2 separate regions of the Sus scrofa genome follow, and region 2 is linked to region 1. Evidence: chromatin contacts called from public Hi-C data. All regions are on one chromosome and are shown on one strand. The core of a region is the stretch at or near the end of the contact, and the rest is flanking DNA. Distances in the headings are between cores, read along the strand shown. Region 1 holds the start of CMTM4 (CKLF-like MARVEL transmembrane domain-containing protein 4). Region 2 holds the start of DYNC1LI2 (dynein cytoplasmic 1 light intermediate chain 2).

The links. Hi-C and Micro-C count contacts between places; a contact is called where the count stands out from the background.
Region 2: a Hi-C map of skeletal muscle shows a contact between it and region 1, with 2.4 times the contacts expected there. The contact joins the promoter of DYNC1LI2 here to the promoter of CMTM4 in region 1. A contact is called at or near these places in 1 of 5 promoter capture datasets (liver), 5 of 47 Hi-C or Micro-C datasets (adipocytes, liver, skeletal muscle and 1 more) and 1 of 2 datasets of contacts at active chromatin or transcription factors (skeletal muscle).

The regions. Positions count from the first base shown.
Region 1 is chr6:27,389,063-27,393,587 of Sscrofa11.1, forward strand. It overlaps CMTM4 (CKLF-like MARVEL transmembrane domain-containing protein 4), which reads right to left and starts at 2,416. Exons shown (of 4, transcript XM_021094005.1): 1 at 2,071-2,416. The coding sequence starts at 2,256.
Region 2 is chr6:27,444,372-27,448,896 of Sscrofa11.1, forward strand. DYNC1LI2 (dynein cytoplasmic 1 light intermediate chain 2) reads right to left here and starts at 1,767. Exons shown (of 13, transcript NM_001243620.1): 1 at 1,642-1,767; 2 at 1,418-1,491. The coding sequence starts at 1,748.

The sequences.
Region 1 (4,525 bases), core at 1,166-3,665:
TCTCTTGGTTTTTATCAAGGCTGAGAAGCTAAATCATGGAAGACTGTTTCAAGTCACCAAACCCTTCAAGCAGGGTCCCCATCCTTCACTCACCCACACACAACATAACTTCTCACTGTTTAAATTCTAGAGATTAGACAAAGGGCAAGCGTTAGGTGAGATTTTAAGGGCTCTTCCAGATGAAAAACAAAGCGCTACAAAAAAGCCCCAGTATTTTACAAAAGGTAATGATAAATACCATAGGCTTTCATTTCTGGCCTTAGGTGACAAAATTCCAGCAATGAGATGATAATATTTTGTACAAAGTACTGGGTTTCATTCTTTCACCAGATCCTTTGAGTGGCAAGCTCCAGTGCAAAAGTCCAGAGCAAACAAAGCAAGGTACTTAACAAGGCCCTATATATTCTACCTGGGTCCAAGTTCCCGCCCTGCTCTTTTATTCATTTCTGATTACCTACATTGTACTCAAACATCAGCTTTTTTTCTTTTTTCTTTTTTTTTTTCTTTTTTTTCTTTTTATGGCCGCACCGGCAGTACATGGAAGTTTCCCGCCAGGGACTGAACCCGGGATCCTTTGGGCCAAGAATCTAATCCACACCTCTGCAGCCATCCGAGCCGCTGCAGTTGGGTTCTTAACCCACTGCACCAAGCAGGAACTCCTAACTGCCTCTTTTAAAAGACAGTTATACACCTCCCCCAACCTCCTCCATTCTTTTTGCTAACAGCAATGCCTCACTACAGAACCAATTCACCTCTAAGAACATTCCGGGTTACTGGATAAGATCAGTTTAAAAGTTCTAGAGAGGGATAACCTGCTCTATTTGTCTTCCTGAGAGCCTTTCAAAAAAAAACCCTTCCACAATCAGCAGAACAAGCCTTTCACCCAAGAGAAAGATAAAAGTCTCTGATTCTGCAATTTACAAACACTGAGACCTTTATTTAAAGGGAATCCATATATTATATTATTCCCAAGGAACATTTATTTTTGTACTCAAGTAAGCACAAAAAAGACGGATGCTGGGAAGAAAGAAAATGCACAGACATTGCAGCTTTGTGCAAATGGCTTCTCTGGCTGAGAAGTCCATAAAGTTTCGCTGCAGGGCCTCAGAGGAAGGCCTACCTGTGTCAGGGAATACTGGGACACGGTTTTTTCCCCAACTGAAGTATGTTCTATCCACAACAGAGCTAAGCAACTAACCAAAGAGGCCTCTTGGAAAACCACAAAAGGTGGGGGAGGGCAGGCCCCTGCCCTAAACACCCTGGAAGCTAAAAATAAGAATTCTGAGAAATGAGCTCTACCATAGACAAGTCCAACAGAAAGTTCTCTGTTTCTGTTACCTCCAAAACTGGCTGCCCTCCCAGAGTGATTTAACTTCGGGTACCAATTGGGCAATGCCAGCCACTGTGCTGGGGCAGAGGATTCAGGGATGCCGGTTCTATCTTCTGGGTGAATTAGGAGGAACCAAACCTCTGCAGTGTAAACCGGAGACTCTCTGGGCAAATCTGTGCTCCCCCAATGCATCGAGACTACATACCTCCATTCAACAAACATTTATTTGAGCATCTACCATATGCCCGGCACGCTACTGGACGCGGGAGAAGAAACCAGCCACAGTCCCCAGAGGTGGAAGCCGAGACAAACAAGGACCGTCAGAGGAGTGCAGGATGTGCGGGCACCGAAAACCTGCCAAAAGTTGCTCTGACCAGTAGTACTCAGGGGATGGCTTGACCCCGCGCCGGGCTCTGCGCACCACCAAGCCCAATCAATTAATCACAGAGGCTCGAGATAGGCTCGAAGGAAGGAATGGACAAATAGGCCCCGGGGCAGGTGTTCAGGTAGAAGGCGCACACCTGAGGCAGCAGGGCTGGGGAAGGCAGGGTCTCCAGGGCCGGCCGGGGGGTGGCCCGGGGACCCGACCAAGCAGAGGGGGCGCGAGGAGCGAGGGTCTGGCCCAGGAAAGCGGGTGCGAGGCGGAGGCCGTCCCGGCCTGCGCCCCCCGAAGCGGGAGCAGGGAGGAAGGCGCACAGCTAGGCCGCCCGCCCGCACCTGGGGCCCCGCCCGGCACCTACCACTTGGGCGACCTTGAGGCAGCCTAGCGCGCTGCGCAGGTAGTCGGGGTCGCAGCGCAGGCCGGCCAGCCCGCGGCGCTGGCTCACCGGCTCGGTGGTGGGCTGGTACGGGCTGCTGGCGCCGGAGATCATGGAGGTGCTCGAGGCCTCGCCCTCGAAGCCGTCCAGCTCCTCGCCGCTCCGCATGCTGCCGCCCAGCCCCGGCCGCCTCGCGCGGCCGGCCCCAGGCGCCCGGAGCTGGCGGGCTCAGCGGGGCCGCCGCATCGTCGCCGTCGCCTGACTGACCGCCTGCCCGCCGCCGCGCTCCTCTGCGCCAGCCGCCCGGCTGCGGCCGCGGCTCGGTCCGCTCGGGCTCGGCTCCCGCCGCCTCAGCAGCAGAAAGGGAGGGAGGCGGGAGCGGGCGGGGAGGAAAGGAGGCGGGAGCCGGCGCGGCTGGCCGGGAGGGGGCGGAGCGAACAGCCGGCCGCTCGGCGGCGCTCAGCGGAGCCAGCGAGTGGAGGTGGCTGCCCGCTCCTCTGGGCCTCGGGAAGGCGGGGCGGGGCGGGGCGGGGCGCCGGGGCCTCTGGCCCCGCCCTCACCTGCGGGCGCGAGAGCGCCCGGGCCGCGGCTGCGCGCCCTGAGATCACAGCGTGCAAGGGCTGGGGACCGCGAAAGAAGGGGGGTCGTGGGGTCCGGGAGGACTGGAGGCTGACGGGAGGGTCGGGGGGCACAGAGCTGCATTTCCAGGGCGCTGCCTCATTTTCTCCTCTGGCGGAAGTGGGGTCCCCTGCAGGTAGACCAGGGGACTTCCCGATGAAGACCAAGAGGTGCTGCGCAACCCCGGTGCTGGGAACAGGGCCCAGGCTGGGCCTGACTCGGACTGTTTGATCAGAGGGTTTCCCTCTGGTCCCCCAGGCTGGGCACCCTGTGGCACGCTGGTCGGGGCTGAGCCGGTCAGGGGTGAGGAGAAGTCAGGATGAGTAGGGTCGCTTAGTACTGGGACTGCAAGACAGACACAGGGTAATATTTGTGAATAACTCCCAATGTACGTTCTGGATCCACCCGCCTGACCACGGACGGGTGCTGGCCCAGAGGAGACCCTCGGTGAACTAACATTAGTTTCCTCTCTTAGCTGAAAAGGTTTCGTGATCTCTGTCTAATCAAGTCAGGTTAAACACAGATTTTTTCGCTAATGGGCATTAATTAGGGGCCAATTTGCAATTCAAGTGTGAAGGCTAATTTTAAGCTGAAATAAAACACTGACTTTCTAAGAATTGTCGCTTTGGTATTGAACCTTTCCAGACAACAAATATCTAGAACTTCCCATGCTCCAGGCACTGAGAAAGGCATCTGAAAGTGTCATTGTTCCCATTTTACAGAAGACAAAACTAAGGTTATAGACTGCTAGTTCCAGGCCACACAATTGGTAGGCAGAGCCTACTCCTTTCCAGATTTTTTTCACTACACAATGTTGTCTAGTATATAATTCAGATGGCCTTGTGAATTTGTGAAATGAGAAGCAGTAAATGCCATAACTAAGGAGATTGCAATTTAAAGGGCTCCCACCTTTTAGTTACTAAAGATGGGAAAGACAGGAGTTCCTGTGTGGTGCAGCGGAAATGAATCCAACTAGGAACCGTGAGGTTGCAGGTTCCATCCCCGGCCTTACTTAGTGGGTTTAGGATCGGTGTTGCCTGAGCTGTGATGTAGGTTGAAGACGTGTCTCAGATCTGATGTTGCTGTGGCTGTGATGGAGGCCAGCAGCCATAGCTCCGTTTGGACCCCTAGCCTGGGAACCTCCATATGCCTCAAGTGCAGCCCTAAAAAGCAAAAAAAATAAAATAAACATGGGAAAGATAGTGACTCTACTACTACTCTATTCAACCAACAACTATTTGTTGGGCATTTATTATAGGCTAAGGAACATGCTAGGACTTGGAGATAGACTGCCAATTAAAGATAACAAGTTGAGGAGTTCCCTCACGGCTCAGTGAATTAAGAACCCGGCTTGTTACAGCTCTGGTTTGGGTTCAGTTCCTGGGCTGGAAATTTCCACATGCCGGGTGCAGTCAAAAAAAAAAAGTTTAATGTTTGGATAGACATTCAGGCCTCTGCTTTCTCCCCAAACCCCAGTGAAATGACAGAGATTTATTTTTTAAGGGCATATAACCACAGGGACAAAGAATGGGAAAGGGGACTATGGGCGACAAAATGTTGGAAGCAGAAAAGCAAATGGCTAATAGTAACTGACTTAGCAGATACAATAAAGCTAAATTCTAAGCTGGCACAAGGAAAGGCTGAAGAGCAACCCAGGTCATATCACAGAAAAAAGGCTCAGGAATGGACAGCACCAAACACATCTAGAAGTGGGGGTAAAGGCAAGAATTAAAAAAAAAAAAAAATGTGAACTAAGTCGTGTGTGTGTGTGTGTGTGTATGTGTGTGTGTGTGTGTTTAGGGCCATACCTGCAGCATGT
Region 2 (4,525 bases), core at 517-3,016, 55 kb after region 1:
GGAAGAGCCACCACCAATAAACACTGCTAGGCACCCCTGGGATTTAATAATATGGAATTACAGAACATGAGAACTGAAAGGCATTCCACAGATCAAAGTCCTCTTCTCCACCCACAATGCCACCACCTTCCTAAGGCCCTCCACATCCAACATGGACATGGCAAGCACTTAGCCCGACTCTAGTTCCTGCTCATTTTGAGCCTCCCTCCCACTCTACTGCCAGAGTCCCCTTTCTAAAACACAGACCTGGTGTCCTTGATTCTCCAGTGCATGAAGACTTCTTAAGACCTACTACAGTGGTTGGTCATCAACTAAAGAAGATCATATGCTCCCCTCAAAGACAGTGGGAAAACCACCCTTGCAGTGATTCCCAAGAGAATTAGGGGATGGAGGTGAATGAAAAGCCCCTGAGAATTGGGTGCCTTCAGGAAAAAGTATCAACCCTTCAGCTTTCCACAATCTGCCCACAACTTACTTCATCAGTTACCTTCCACGAGGAGGTTGTGGTAGCTTCCAATCCCCTTATGCTCTTGTCACCTGTGTTCCTGCAAACACGAACCCTCTGTGGCCACTGCATGTTGACATTTATCCTTGAAAACACCTCACTCCAAGAAGTACCTTCTTTCAAACAGCAAGCACTAGACTGTATGATGCTCAGAGAATAACCTGCCCATGCCGAGCAACCTCACACATCTACCAACACATCCACCCATGTCTCATTAGACGGAGATTCTTGTGTGGTGTCTGAGGGATGTCTGTGCTGTCCCAGTGACCAACCTACAGGACTCACTCAACAAACAAACGGGTTTGCCATAGGAAGGAACCCAGCCAAACTTCCTCATTTGTACAAGGAAACGACACCAGAGATGGTGAGGAACCTAAACCAGTTAGCCCAGCAGTGAAGGCTGAAATAATGCAAGTAAAGCCCCTGGTGAGGATTCCAGAGCCTGCTGTCCTTTGCAACGTCCCTCCCACTGTGCAATGCTCATCCAGATCCAAAAACGGCTTTTGTGGCATCTCCCCCGAACCCGATCCCCAGTTACCTCGTTCCTCCACCTCCGCTAACCTTCCAATCTACTCACTCCCCTCTCTACGCCCAGTATGGTGAACTTTGAGGCTATTAGAGCAGAGAACCAGGGTTCTAAAGCAGAGCTGATGCTGCAGCCAAACTACGGCGACTAAGGAATGTGCCCACAACCCCTTGCCAGCATCCCTGGGCTCTCAAAAAGGGGCACCGTCCCGACTCCGGGCGTGGTGGACTCAACCACTCTCCGGCTGTGCAGCCAGGGTTTCCAGGCCCTGCCGGGCGAGGCAGGCTGCAGGCAGGCCGTAGGGGAGAGGAAGCCTAGGCTCGGTGAGAGGGCGTCCGCCTCGCCCACCCCAGCTCCCCGGGCAACGCCCCGTCCCTGGCGCTCACCGAACACGAGAATGTTCTTGCCGGACGGCAACTTGGACCTGGCGCGAGTGGACACCTCACTCAGGATCGAGGACCTGTGGGGACAACAGCAAAGAGGTGGGTCCCACAGCCAGCCTGAACCTGACCGGCCAGTGACGGCCCGTCAGTCTGTCCGACGGTCCGGCCGGGCCCGGCGCGCCCTCCCTTCGCCCGGCCGGCTCAGCCTGGCCGCCTCGTAGTCTCACCATAGGCTCTGGCCCTCCTCCTCCTCACTGGTTAGGTCACCGGCGGCCGCCACCGCGGGCCCGTTGGGGCCCAGCAGCAGCTTCTTCTCCACCCCCACCGGCGCCATCTTGCCAACTGCAGCCACAAAGAGGGCCCTCCCCCGGGCCCGCCGAGGACCCGCGAGGACCCCGGCCGGGCCGCCCGCCGCGCCCCACGTCGCCCGCCCCAAGGGGTCCTTGCCGCCCGCCGCCCTCCTCCGGGCCTTCGATGTTCACGGGCTCCCGTAGGGTCGTGAGGCCACTGCGGTGTCTGAAGGTGGGCGACGGTCAGGCGGCCGCCGGGACAGCCCTGCTCGCGGAAGCGGCGGCGCGAGTGGGAGCCGCCCGGGCGGAGGGCGCGCTAGTGGCCTCTGCTGGCCGACGGGCACAACGGCACCCCGCCCCGCTCCTCGCGCGCTGGCCACTCCTGCTGCGCCGTCGAGGAGAGACGGGACAGGCTTTGGAATGAAACTGATACATGACAGCACCGTTTATCGGGCTTTTACCGTGTGGTCACACAGTATCTCACTGAATCTTATCTAATTCTTACAAGTGATGAATCCGAATCTCAGAAATCTGAAGAAACCTGACCAAGGACCCAGTGCTTTCTAGCTATCTTCTGATAGCATCCTGACACTTCCAGTCTTACTCACCGGTCTTAACCTATTATATCATGAATTTTGCCAAATGCTAATCTACCCCCGAATTGAAAGACTGGCCTTAAACGAGATCCTCAAATCCTCACAAATATCCTACTTTTCACCGTCTTCCTTGACTCTATTAGGACCATCAGGTAGTGATCTTTACCACTAAATACACCTTAGTTTGCTTTGTTAACAGGTTTTGTTTTTGGCTGCACTGGCTGTGCCACAGCTGCAGCAATGTGGATACTTAACAGATTATTTTATTGATTGATTGATTGATTGACTTATTATTGTCTTTTTAGGGCCGCATATGCAGAATATGGAAGTTCCCAGGATAGCAGTCAGATCGGAACTGCAGCTGCTGGCTTATGCCACAGCTACAGGAACGAAGCAGATCCTAGCGGTGTCTCCCACCTACACTGAAGCTCATGGCAATGCTGGATCCTTAACCCAGTGATAGAGGCCAGGGATTGAACTCATTTCCTCATGGATAATAGTCCGATTTGTTACCACTGAACCACGATGGGAACTCCCTGACAGTTTGGTTTTTTTTTTTTTAATTTGTATTTTCTGGTAGCCAACCAGAAATAGGAGGCTTCCATTTCCTTTTGAAAGAGAGGGAAGGAAGGAAGGGGAAAAGAAAGAAGGAAAAAGGAAGGCATGTGAAGGGGGTAGCGACGGGGAGAGAAGGGAAGGAAGAGGGTAATGGAAGAAAAGCAAAGAAAAAATAAATGTCACCTATCAAGCTTAACTTTAGGTGTGGCTTCTATCTGAGGGCTCTTGGTATCTTTGTGGAAACAGAAACATTTTACATTTCTAAATGTCACAACGAAGTGGGAATGGCAGAAAAACAATTGTGTATGTGGGTTTCAGATGAGTTGAATTCTGATCCTGGCTCTGCCAAAATTTTGGCAGCATGAATTTCAACGGATCCAACAAATAGGCATAATCATCTGCCAACCTGAATGTAAGGTTAAAACAAGACAATGAGAATGCAAACCTATCAAGAACTATACCCCTGGAAGTCGAGGAAGAGCAAGCAGTGTACCTCATAAAAAGGCAAGCAAGTATCCTAATTTTCACAGGACATAAAATGGAGTTGAAAACTACAGGCCAGCGAACTTCGTCTGCCCTAGGTGAAATTCTCTAATGTGACCAGTTTGAAATGGAAAAGATAGCACCAGATTTACATGGTTTCTTTTTTGCAGGAATGCCAGAGAGGAGGATGCTGCAGACATAGCAAATGCAGATTTCAACAGGGCATTTGCCAATGGACAGCATAAACAAGAAAGTGAAATATAGGCTGAATGATAATACTGAGGCTTGTTAAAGACCAGGCCCAGGAGTTCCTGTGGTGGTGCAGCAGAAACGAATCTGACATAGTAACCATGAGGTTGCAGGTTCCATCCCTGGCCTCTATCAGTGGGTAAAGGATCCAGCATTGCCATGAGCAGTGGTGTAGGTTGCAGACTCGGCTTGGATCCTGTGTGGCTGTGGCTGGCAGCTGTGGCTCTGATTAGATCTTTAGCCTGGGGAACTCCATATGCCAAGGGTGTGGTTGTAAACAGCAAAAAAGAAAAGAAAAGAAAAAAGACCAGGCCCAGCATGGGCTAATGAGCAAGGACAACCAGAGGAAGCCTGCCCCCATCTCCTCCCCTGGCCCAGCCAATTTAGAGTGCCATCAGTGTCTTAGATGAGAATGCAGCAGCACACACATACAAGTTGTGGATGACCTGAAGCAGGAAAGAAGCCCTCACATACTGGATGAAAACTGAGTACAGACTAAATCTAACAAGATGAAAATAACAATGACCACAGAAGTCCTGTAGTGGTGTTAAAAATAAATGTGTAAGAACAAGATAAATTAATTCCTAAGTCTATGTCAACTATAATCAAAGAGATGGTCATGTAGAATGTCAAAAAGCATCTTATGTAAGGTCCATAAAACGTCTTTGGGCCTAGAAAAGAAGCTGATCCCTCTACTCTGCCAGTGAAGCCACATTTCTTTCTGGACAGAGTTTATAAACAAAAAGGTGTCCAGTGGTCAGTGACTAAGCTCCTAAGAGGAACTGACACTGTTCAGCTGAAGCAGGAAGTAGGAGTTGGGGGTTCATCAGCATGAAGGATAAAGGATGTAGAAGGGAAAGTAATAGACTCTTTTATTTTATTTTATTTTGCTTTTTAGGGCCGCACCTGCAGCCTATGGAGATTCCCAGGCTAGG